Regions from separate parts of the Mus musculus genome. Here all the other regions are linked to region 3. Evidence: chromatin contacts called from public HiChIP or PLAC-seq and Micro-C data. All regions are on one chromosome and are shown on one strand. The core of a region is the stretch at or near the end of the contact, and the rest is flanking DNA. Distances in the headings are between cores, read along the strand shown.

What was found. Hi-C and Micro-C count contacts between places; a contact is called where the count stands out from the background. HiChIP or PLAC-seq counts read pairs in DNA pulled down with a chosen protein or histone mark.
Region 1: an H3K4me3 HiChIP or PLAC-seq map of embryonic forebrain shows a contact between it and region 3, with 4 times the contacts expected there. The contact joins the enhancer-like site here to the promoter of Ube2ql1 in region 3. A contact is called at or near these places in 4 of 39 promoter capture datasets (hematopoietic stem and progenitor cells, hippocampal neurons, liver and 1 more), 3 of 484 Hi-C or Micro-C datasets (cerebellar granule neurons, cerebral cortex and cortical neurons), 5 of 115 datasets of contacts at active chromatin or transcription factors (astrocytes, embryonic forebrain, embryonic hindbrain and 2 more) and 2 of 9 other capture datasets (adipose tissue and liver).
Region 2: a Micro-C map of embryonic stem cells shows a contact between it and region 3, with 6 times the contacts expected there. The contact joins the promoter of A930018O16Rik here to the promoter of Ube2ql1 in region 3. A contact is called at or near these places in 5 of 484 Hi-C or Micro-C datasets (cerebral cortex, cortical neurons and embryonic stem cells) and 1 of 9 other capture datasets (pancreatic islet).

The regions. Positions count from the first base shown.
Region 1 is chr13:69,932,083-69,935,258 of GRCm38.p6, reverse strand. No RefSeq gene overlaps it. Among named protein-coding and RNA genes, the nearest start is that of 4933416O17Rik, 26 kb to the left of the region's middle. Within about 2 kb of position 1,563, at least 38 of the 459 cell types and tissues checked have an H3K27ac peak or open chromatin away from gene starts, as enhancers often do. A contact at or near this core is called in cerebral cortex, cortical neurons, embryonic forebrain and 2 more, where this site is marked.
Region 2 is chr13:69,532,755-69,535,726 of GRCm38.p6, reverse strand. A930018O16Rik reads right to left here and starts at 1,412. Exons shown (of 1, transcript XM_011244606.3): 1 at 276-1,412. The coding sequence starts at 1,412. The coding sequence ends at 531. Tent4a (terminal nucleotidyltransferase 4A) reads left to right here and starts at 1,863. Exons shown (of 13, transcript NM_198600.2): 1 at 1,863-2,239.
Region 3 is chr13:69,738,192-69,741,263 of GRCm38.p6, reverse strand. It overlaps Ube2ql1 (ubiquitin-conjugating enzyme E2Q family-like 1), which reads left to right and starts at 1,367. Exons shown (of 2, transcript NM_001145162.1): 1 at 1,367-2,706. The coding sequence starts at 1,924.

The sequences.
Region 1 (3,176 bases), core at 314-2,813, 190 kb before region 3:
CCCCCACTTCACGTAGCTTTGAGCGCTTGGGGACTGTACCCGTGATCCACTCTTGGAAATACTCCTGTCTCTATTTTCAGAGACAGCAGTGCTAATGGCTTCAAAACCGTTCATGTCTTCATCATTCTTGAAAGTTCCCAGCCAATACCCAGGCCACGTTTGTCTAGACAGAGGGCCCAATATGTCTATGGAAACATCATCTCCAGCCATTAGGCCACATCAGAACAAAAGGGACAGGAGAGTCTCCTTACAACACAGACCCTCTGTAATTATGCCTGTCCACCAAATGACAGTGCTGATTAAATAGTAATTAATTACTCAATGGGCTGAATTAAATAATCAAGCAAGCTGCAGGTAATGTAATCACAATAGTTATTTGGCTTTTAATGGATGCTTTTGTAAGTACCGATGTGGAATATCTTCCACCTAGCTGGAATCAGTCCCAAACTTTGGGATGTTCGTTCTTTTCTCTATTAGGATCTGAGCAGTGATTTGTAAACAATAGTCCTCAATGTGGGACTAAATCACATGACGAAAAGCAGTCTAGTCTGGCCACCTCTCATCCAGACTATGTCATAAGTGACCACCAGGCTGTTGCTAGACATGTTCCCTATAGAACCTGAGGGGGTCGTGGGAGCCAAGGCTACAGATCACAACAGGATACAAGAGAACATGAGAAGACAAAGCTCATGTGCTCATCCAAATTGGTAGAAATCAAAGAGGAAATATAAGAAAAATATAAGAATGAGAAATCTGTATATGTACATATATATGTGTGTATATATATGTATATATATATATATACATACATACATATATAAAAATTTGGTGTGCTCAGCAACCATTTCTCAGGCTTTCAGGATACAAAATGGCCATGGTCAGACTCTATGCACCATTCGAGGGCTCCCTTCACTTTGCCTATGGTCAACCTCCTTCCTTCCCTCATAAAATTAATCATCTGATGGATAGATATCAACGTGCATCCAAAATGCTGGCTAGCATTTCAAAGACATAGCATCTGCACTCAGACCTGCCATTCCTGAAACACTCCCAAGAGAGCCCCTTCAAGTTACTTTATGAATGAGTTCACAAAACCAGAGAAGCCAGTGCGTTTCAGAAACCCATTAATCACGTTGGTGGGATCTCAGCCCCAAAACCCATTCCTTTGCAAAGGTCCTGGCGGGAGACACAGCTCAGTATTTGAGCATGTGCTGAGCACATGCAAAACGCAAGGTTTGATCTCCAAAGAAGCAAACGATTTGAACTCCTGTACTCTCAGCAGAAAGATTTGGTGGCTGCGAAGTCTGAATGACGCAAGTGTGGCGGTTTCACCCTGCCCAGGCATACTTAACAGAGCTCGTACTTCCGCGTCTGCCTTGGCCTTAAGATAAACAAGACTTGCTTTACCACACGGTAGAGCTCACCACAACTGTGAGTAAAGAAAACCAATCCACAGAGCTGCTTTTAGCCCCACTGTCTTCACATGAATATTTACTCCCTGCCAGGGAGCTGGCACTGGGATGGCTTCTGTGAGCTTCTTTCTCTCCCAGCTGCCCGGTAAATCCATTGTTAGGAGTGTCGCCATGGCAACGGAGGGCAGCAGAAGGCAAAGAAACTGACAGTCACCCACACAGTGCTGGCTGGATCTGTGGGCTAATTAAAAGGTTCCATATTCCGGGTCACTTCGTAAAGGAGAACTGTCTCTCGGAAACCCTTGGCCACAAATTACTCCACCCAGAAGCCCCTGACCGCCCAGCCTCAGGTGCTGGTTGTTCTCAAAAGTCTGCTCTGTTCTCTGGGGGCAAGGCACACCCAAGGCCACCCGAGCTCCTTGGCTGAGCTATCTTATTAAATGCATTCAATCTATTTCCTGCCAGTAGGTGCATAAATCAAAGAAGTGGATTGATTAAAGGCAAACTGTTTTCCTCGGGCCCTGCTCTAGTGTGACGTCACTGAGTAGCGAATTTGGTTCTAGAAGCTTCTTTGTGTTCTTTAAGTCTCTTTCTCAGAGTCTAGAGTAGGGGTCGGGAATAGTATCGTGTCTAACAAGCTGGTAGGGTTTTCCTTGAACTTTCATTTATTGTTTAATCCCGAGTGAGTTCTGATTGAGTTTCATGAGATAGACTCTAAGCAGGTCCAAAATTTGCCTATGACCTTGCCATCAGGACCTAGATTAGCCTCCCTGAGCAATAGTGTATGTAGTCTCTGAGCTGCATGCCACAAAAGCTGTCAAAGTGGAGGCAGGCCTTTCCTTCCTGCCCCAGATAATGGCTGCTCCAGTAAAATGTCCTACTGGATCTGCCCAAAATGGTAGCTCCTGTCAAAATGGAGGCACCACCCCATGTCCTCAGCCAGAAGCCTTCACAAGAGCTGCAGGAGCTGTCCGTGGTGGAAGCACTCTCTTTTCTGCCTCAGCCTGAAACTCCTGAAACACCACTGCAGAAGCTGTCCCTCAGGAGCTGTCCTCAGTGGCAACATCTCCTCTCCAGAACTCAACTTGCAGCAGCCCCACAGAGATGGCACCTCAGCAAAAGCTGGCTTCAGCCAGGAAGGACTTTCCACCCTGACCGGTAGACCTGATGCAGGGAAAGGAGGGGGAGAGGGGCGTGGGGAAAAAAACACCAATACCTGAGCAGGAAAATCCACCAATCCCTGAGCTTCCCACAAAACCCACCAATCCCTAAACAGGAAAATCCACCAATCCCTGAACCACCCCAAGCTCAGGATTTGAAATCCCACCAGTCCTTCCTCTGGAAATCTCTTCCCTGAGAAGCCCCGCCTCTCAGAAATCCTATATAAGCACTGCACCTTTGTCTAGTTCATTGCTGTCTGCCCCCAGGAGCAGAGGGCAGTCATCCCTGTATTTGTCCCTTCATACTGGACCCTCCAATAAATCTCATGAGATTTGTTTGGTGTAACTCTTGTCGGTAGAAGACAAGAAGCAATGAAGAAAGGAAGAAGCGAAGAGAAGGAGTAGGGCTGAGACTCCTCAGCTCCTCAGCTCGGTTGGGGATCCCCTCCCCTGGGAGCTGCAATGCCTCTGTGGAGGAGGCTTCCTCTCAGAGCTGTGTGGTTCCTGAGCTCCCGTGTCTCTGGATGTCTTTCCACCGTGACACATTCTCCCCTCAGAGTTGTGTGGTCCCTGGGTTTCCACGTCCCAGAATACCCTAGCATCT
Region 2 (2,972 bases), core at 163-2,662, 210 kb after region 3:
GGAAAACACCTGGGAGACAATTTAAAAACAGACCAAAGACGGAGGTGACCAATGAGAAGAGAGGCAAGAATTTGTCTTTGGACAGTAGCAGAGCCAAGAGGAACGAGGGACGGAGGAGGGCAAAGACTTTTGCGCTTTTGCCCAGATCCATTAAAAATTGAGTTCAAACAAGAACTGTTTTTCTTTCCCGTAGTATTTAACACAACACACTCTGGGACAGGGCTTCAGGGCTTGCGTGTACTGTTTGCAATCGTCCTGCCTTGGCCTCCCAAACGCTGGAATTACAGGCACTCGTGACCACACACAAAGCATAGGCTCTGCTCATTGGCTGTGATCTCCACATACACCGGTGGTCAGAAAACGCCAGAGATAAAACATTCATTCGCATTAACGCTACTGACTGAAGGCAGTAAGCACGCTACCTGGCCCTTACTTCCACCTTGGTACAGTGTGAGAAGGGCCAAGTACTTGGTAAGGTTTGCTCCACGGTGGTACAGACCACGAGGGAAGCAGTTCTCTTATGCTCAAAATTAGCGGAGCCCGGATGCAGAGGCCCAAGGACGGCAGAGGCAGAGCGGGCACCCGCTGGGCTGGACCCGCACACCAAACGCACAGGACACCAGAGCTGCTTCCGGCTTCACGGGCCGTGGCGCCCGCACGCGGCGCATGCCAGAGCAGGCGCGTTTGGTGGAGCGCGTTGCGAGCGACGGGCCACGCGTGGCCGGCTCTGCCCAGTCACTCCACCGTACAGAGCACGCGAGGAGAAGGCGGGAGGGCGGGGGCTCGACCCGGTGCAGTCGCAGCGGTTTCGTTTTCCCAGGCGGTCCGCGACCGCAGCACACCAGCCGGCGCGGAAACTTCCACCCGGCACGCTGGCGTGTCTGCGCACGCGCAGCGCGGCCCACACAGCCCAGCGCCGACCCGCACCCGCCCCTCCGGCCCCGCCCTGTCTGTCTGGTCTGCATGCGCCCGCGCCACTGTCTCTCCGCCGCCGCCCGGAGCGCGCAGTGCGCAAGCGCGGTAACCAAGGCGGCGCTGTCTAGTGAGGATTTGAAATCCCCGCGCGTGCGCACTGCGCCGCGGCCCGCGAGGGAGGCCGCGCCCCCGCGCCGCCGCCCCCGCGCCGCCTCCCCGCCCCTCATTGGAGCTGAGGCGGCGGCCCCCATCCCTCTCCGTTCCCGGCCGCCGCCGAGGGCGTCTTTCCGCCGCCGCGCCGCAGGAGCGCCGTGACTGACTGACGGCCCGACGCTCTGGGCCCGCCCCCTCGGCCGGTCACCGCCCCTTCGATGGCCTCTCCCTGCCGCCCGCACGCTACGCCGCCGCCGCCGCGGCCCCCTCGCCCTCCCCGCGCCGCCTGAGCCACCGGGACCGCAGCTGCGCCGCGCGCCCCACCGAGCGCCGCCCGCGCCCATCCGCGCGCACCGGAGCGCGGCCCAGGCCCGTCCGTCCGTCCGTCCGCGCGGCCGGCCCGGGGCGCGGCGGGGCGGGGCGCGGCGGGGGCGGGGCGCGGCGGGCGACGCGGGCCCCGCGGGGGCGGCGCGTGGATGGATCCGCGCGTGGCCTGGATCCAGCCGGAGCAGAAGGGGCCGGCCAATGCCCTGTGGATGCAGATCTGGGAGACCTCGCAGGGCGTGGGCCGTGGCGGCTCCGGCTTCGCGTCCTACTTCTGCCTCAACTCGCCGGCGCTGGACACGGCGGCCGCGCCCGGGGCGGCGGGGCGCGCAGCACCAGCAGCAGGAGGCCCGGGGCCGGCGCCCGCCGCCTCGTCCCCGCCGCCGGCGCCCGGCCCCGCCGCGCTGCCCCCGGCGCTGCTTACCGCGCTAGGGCCCGCGGCGGACAGCGCAAGACGCTTGCACAAGTCCCCGTCGCTGTCGTCGTCGTCGTCCTCGTCGTCGTCCAACGCCGAGTCGGGCACCGAGAGTCCCGGCTGCTCGTCGTCGTCCTCCAGCAGCACCTCGCTCGGCCGCGCCGGCAGCGGCCGCACCTTCTTCAGCTTCGCCGACGGTGCTGCCCACGCACACCCGGGCCCACGCGGCTCCACGCCCGCCGGCTCGCCGCCGCAGCACCAGTTCCACCCGGGTCGGCGGAAACGCGAGAACAAGGCCAGCACGTATGGCCTCAACTACCTGCTGTCGGGCAGCCGCGCGGCCACGCTGAGCGGAGGGGGCGGCCCCGGGGCCCAGGCGGCGCGGCCCGGCACGCCGTGGAAGAGCCGCGCGTACAGCCCGGGCATCCAGGGGTGAGTGCGCCCGAGCCGCGGGGCTGCCAGCGGCGCGGGCACTTTAAAAACTCCGTTGGATCGAGATCCACCAGGCAGGGGGGATTGACAGTTCGGGATGGAGGCCTAGGGCTAGACTAGAAAGTGGTTCCTTTCTTTCCTCTGCTCCAGGGCAGGGAAGCAAGGGCTGGCTGTCAGAGTGGGAAGCGTTTACGCGTGTTCTTTCCTGTAGGCTAAATCCTGTATCTTAGTGTAGTGAGGTTGAATGTAAAAAATTTTTGTTCCCTTTTTTTGAGACAGTAGGTTTTTGGTATTGGTGCAGTTTAGCCATCAAGTGAGGTTTAGAAGTGGAGTCTTGTGTGTGTTGAGGTTACCTCGTACGTTTTAATTTTGGGCAGACGTTCACAGAAAGACCGTCACCTGGGGTTTCTGAAAACCACCTAATAGTACTCAGGTTTTTTTCCTGTGAACTCACAGGAAGGTGTTTTCATTTAAAAATTTTTCCATAAGGCTCAGAGGACCTTAGCGGTTTAATGTCCCCAATGACAGCAAGGTGGGGGTGTTGGTCTGGAATTGCCCCAGGTGAGACTTTTCTAGTATGAAGCTCTTCATTCAACCTATTGGTTGAATTTCTGAACATCTAGAAACAAAATAGTGGTTGTGTAGTCTCAAGACTGGTGAGCTTGATTTGCCTCAGTTCCTGCCGCTCTTAAAGGGCGTCTAACCTCCCCCCCTCCCCCTCACTCCAGGGAGC
Region 3 (3,072 bases), core at 118-2,617:
TGTGGGTCCTGTTGAAAGTCAAAGGATTGACAGGCTCTCTGGAGAACCACCCTCTCCCAGGTGCAATGTTGGGTGGGTGTGAACCTTCTACTCCTCATCTACACCAGCTAGCCTGGCTCCCCCATTACACATCTATCCCCAAATCTGAATCTCCAAACCCAGGTCTGTGTCTTCACAGCGACATCACCAGTTATTTTCCACAGTGAAAACTCAAAATTTGGTAAAAGATGTGAGGGGCAGAAAGGCAAGGGGCTGTCATCTAGAAGGAACGCCTGTCCTGAAGAGCTGAGCTGCTTCCCCTCCCCTCTCTTCCCCCCATCCACACACCAGCAGAGGCAGTAGGCTCTGACGCCAGTTAGGATGGCAGCGGGATAATATTCGTTGTTCTTGAGGGATTGGTTTCGCCTACGCCATTGGGCCACACGCTGCACACCGGAACCGTCACAGTTCGAGCTAATCTGAAATAGATTTTAGTTGGAATTTTCACCAGATTTTTAAGTGAGTTTCCACAGGCTGAAGGAAGAAGGAAAGGCAGGGTGGACTGTGAATCTGCAGGCGGAAGGCGGATCTCTCCCTCATTTGAGTATTGTGGAGGTCCCTCACTCAGGAGAGCAGCCCTGGGGGGCGGGGAGGGGGTGGCCAACGGGGGTTGCTGCTCGGAAAGTCCTTTCCCGCTCTTAGCACCGGTCAGCGCCAGAGAAGGCGTCTGGTGTTATTCTCCGCTGCATTTTGGAAAGCAGCCACCACGCACAGCCTGGCCATGGAAAGCCGAAACGCTGCGGCCAGCAGGCAGGGGATGGGGTGGAAGGAGCAAACCAGTGAGGGCTGAGTGGATTGGCTAAAGGTTTGCTTTTAGTCGTGACTTTGAACGGGCTGTTCTTTAAGTTTGCAGTAGATCTACCCTTTCATCCCGCTTTCCGCCCTGACTTTAAAGTCCTTACGTGTTCCTTCTGTCATTCTAGGCTCCCACCGCCCAGAAGTGTTGCGTAGAAACATTGGGCTCATACCTCTGGTTAGAAGGATTAATAAAGAGGTTGATTTCCACCTTTTCCCTCTGGTTGTCCTAAGGAGGTTAAATGGGATATAAGGCCCGGACCTCAAACACAGCATTCAGGTTTTAGGGTCCCAAAGAATGCAGTGATTCTGAGAGACCCTATTAGCACGCTCAGGCCAGCCCTCCCCTGGCTCCCCAGCGCACGCAGCTAGCACGCAGCCAGGAGAAAATGGTGCGGGCGCGTACCGCTGTCTCCCCCCAGCGGCCGTGCGTGTGTCGCCGCAGGAACCTGGCGGCGGGGGTGGCTCGGTGCAGTCAAGCCCGCGGCTCCGCCCCGCGCTCCCCCTCCCGGCCGGCAGTGCCGCCCCCTCCGCGCCGGGCTCGGCTCAGACGGAGCAGCCGCCTCTGCAATGTCAGCAGCCGCAGCGGCGGCGGCAACGAGAGCGGCAGTGGCCCGGGCCCCGCGGTAGCCGCCAGCGCAGCACGGCCCGGCAGGCGCACAGCGCGACTCCACGGCCACCTCGCTGTCTCCGGGGCACCGCGGGCGGTTGTGCGCGCCGCGGTGCAGCTCTTAGACTCGGGACCAGCGGGTCTGCGGCCGCGCACAAAGGACCACGGACACCCGGCGTCCGGGGACTGCGCCCAGGGACCGGCCAGGAACAGCAGCTGAGCCGCGTCTCCACGCCTCCCCTCCCTGGGCTACCGGAGCCCTTGCCCGAGAAGACCCGTCATATGACAGCGGCGACAAGGCGGCCAGCGAGCGCTGGTACTGCCCGCTCCGCTGCGCCACGGCCGCCGGCTCCTAAGGTGGCCCTCGCCGCGCCCCACTAAGCGGTCGTCTGCCTCCCCCCCACAAGCCCCGTGCGTCCCAGCTATCCGGCTCGGGGAACAGGAGCCCCGGCAAGCCCCTCGCCAGAGCCGAGCCTAAGATGGCCACGCTGCTCCGTAAAATCGGGCTCATTCGCCTGCACAACCGGGACACCGAGGACCCCAAGCACCACCACAACCACCGTGGCGGAGGCGGCGGCCAGCAGAGCGCATCGCTGCGCGGCAAAGGTGGTGGTAAGAGCAGCGGCCACAAGCAGCAGCAGCAACAGCAGCACCCCGGGGGCTCAGGCGACGCCAGCCCGGGGCCCGGCAAGGGCAAGAGTAAGCGCGCGGCGGAACTGGCCGCGCGCGACAAGCAGCCGCAGCCAGCCGCGGGGGCGGCGGGGGCGGCGGGCGCCGGGGGCCCCCGGGAGCGGGCGGCGGGCGCCAGGGCGGGGCCGGGCCCCGCGGTGGCCGCGGCGGCGGCGGGCGGCAGCCTAGTGCCCGCGGCGCGCCAGCAGCACTGCACACAGGTGCGCAGCCGGCGGCTCATGAAGGAGCTCCAGGACATCGCGCGCCTCAGCGACCGCTTCATCTCGGTGGAGCTGGTAAACGAGAACCTCTTCGACTGGAACGTGAAGCTGCACCAGGTGGACAAGGACTCGGTGCTGTGGCAGGACATGAAGGAGACCAACACAGAGTTCATCCTGCTCAACCTCACCTTCCCCGATAACTTCCCCTTCTCGCCGCCCTTCATGCGGGTGCTCAGCCCGCGACTGGAGAACGGCTACGTGCTGGACGGAGGCGCCATCTGCATGGAGCTGCTCACGCCGCGCGGCTGGTCCAGCGCCTACACGGTGGAGGCCGTCATGCGCCAGTTTGCTGCCAGCCTGGTCAAGGGCCAGGTAAGACGGCCAGGAGCAGAGGCCCGGGTTGGGTGGGGAGTTCGAGGCTAGGCCTGAGATGGAAAGCGATGTTTGACCCCTCTAGGCGTAGGTGAGAACTGGCCCAGATCCTCCCGAACAAGCCTGCCAGGGACGCTTCGCCCCACCTCCTCCGCTTCTTTTCGTAAAGGATTTCTCCCTGCCTGTTTCTGTACCTGGTCTCTATACCTGACACTGATTCTACTAGAACCGCGGTGCTCTCCGGTTGTCAGTTCTCTTGCTTTCTCCCAGGTCCTCTCTCCCTTTCTTCTACTTTGCTTCAGGTTAACCTTCGGTCCTTCTTCCCTCCAACCCCTCTCCTAGCCCTCCTTTTCCCCTTTTCCACCC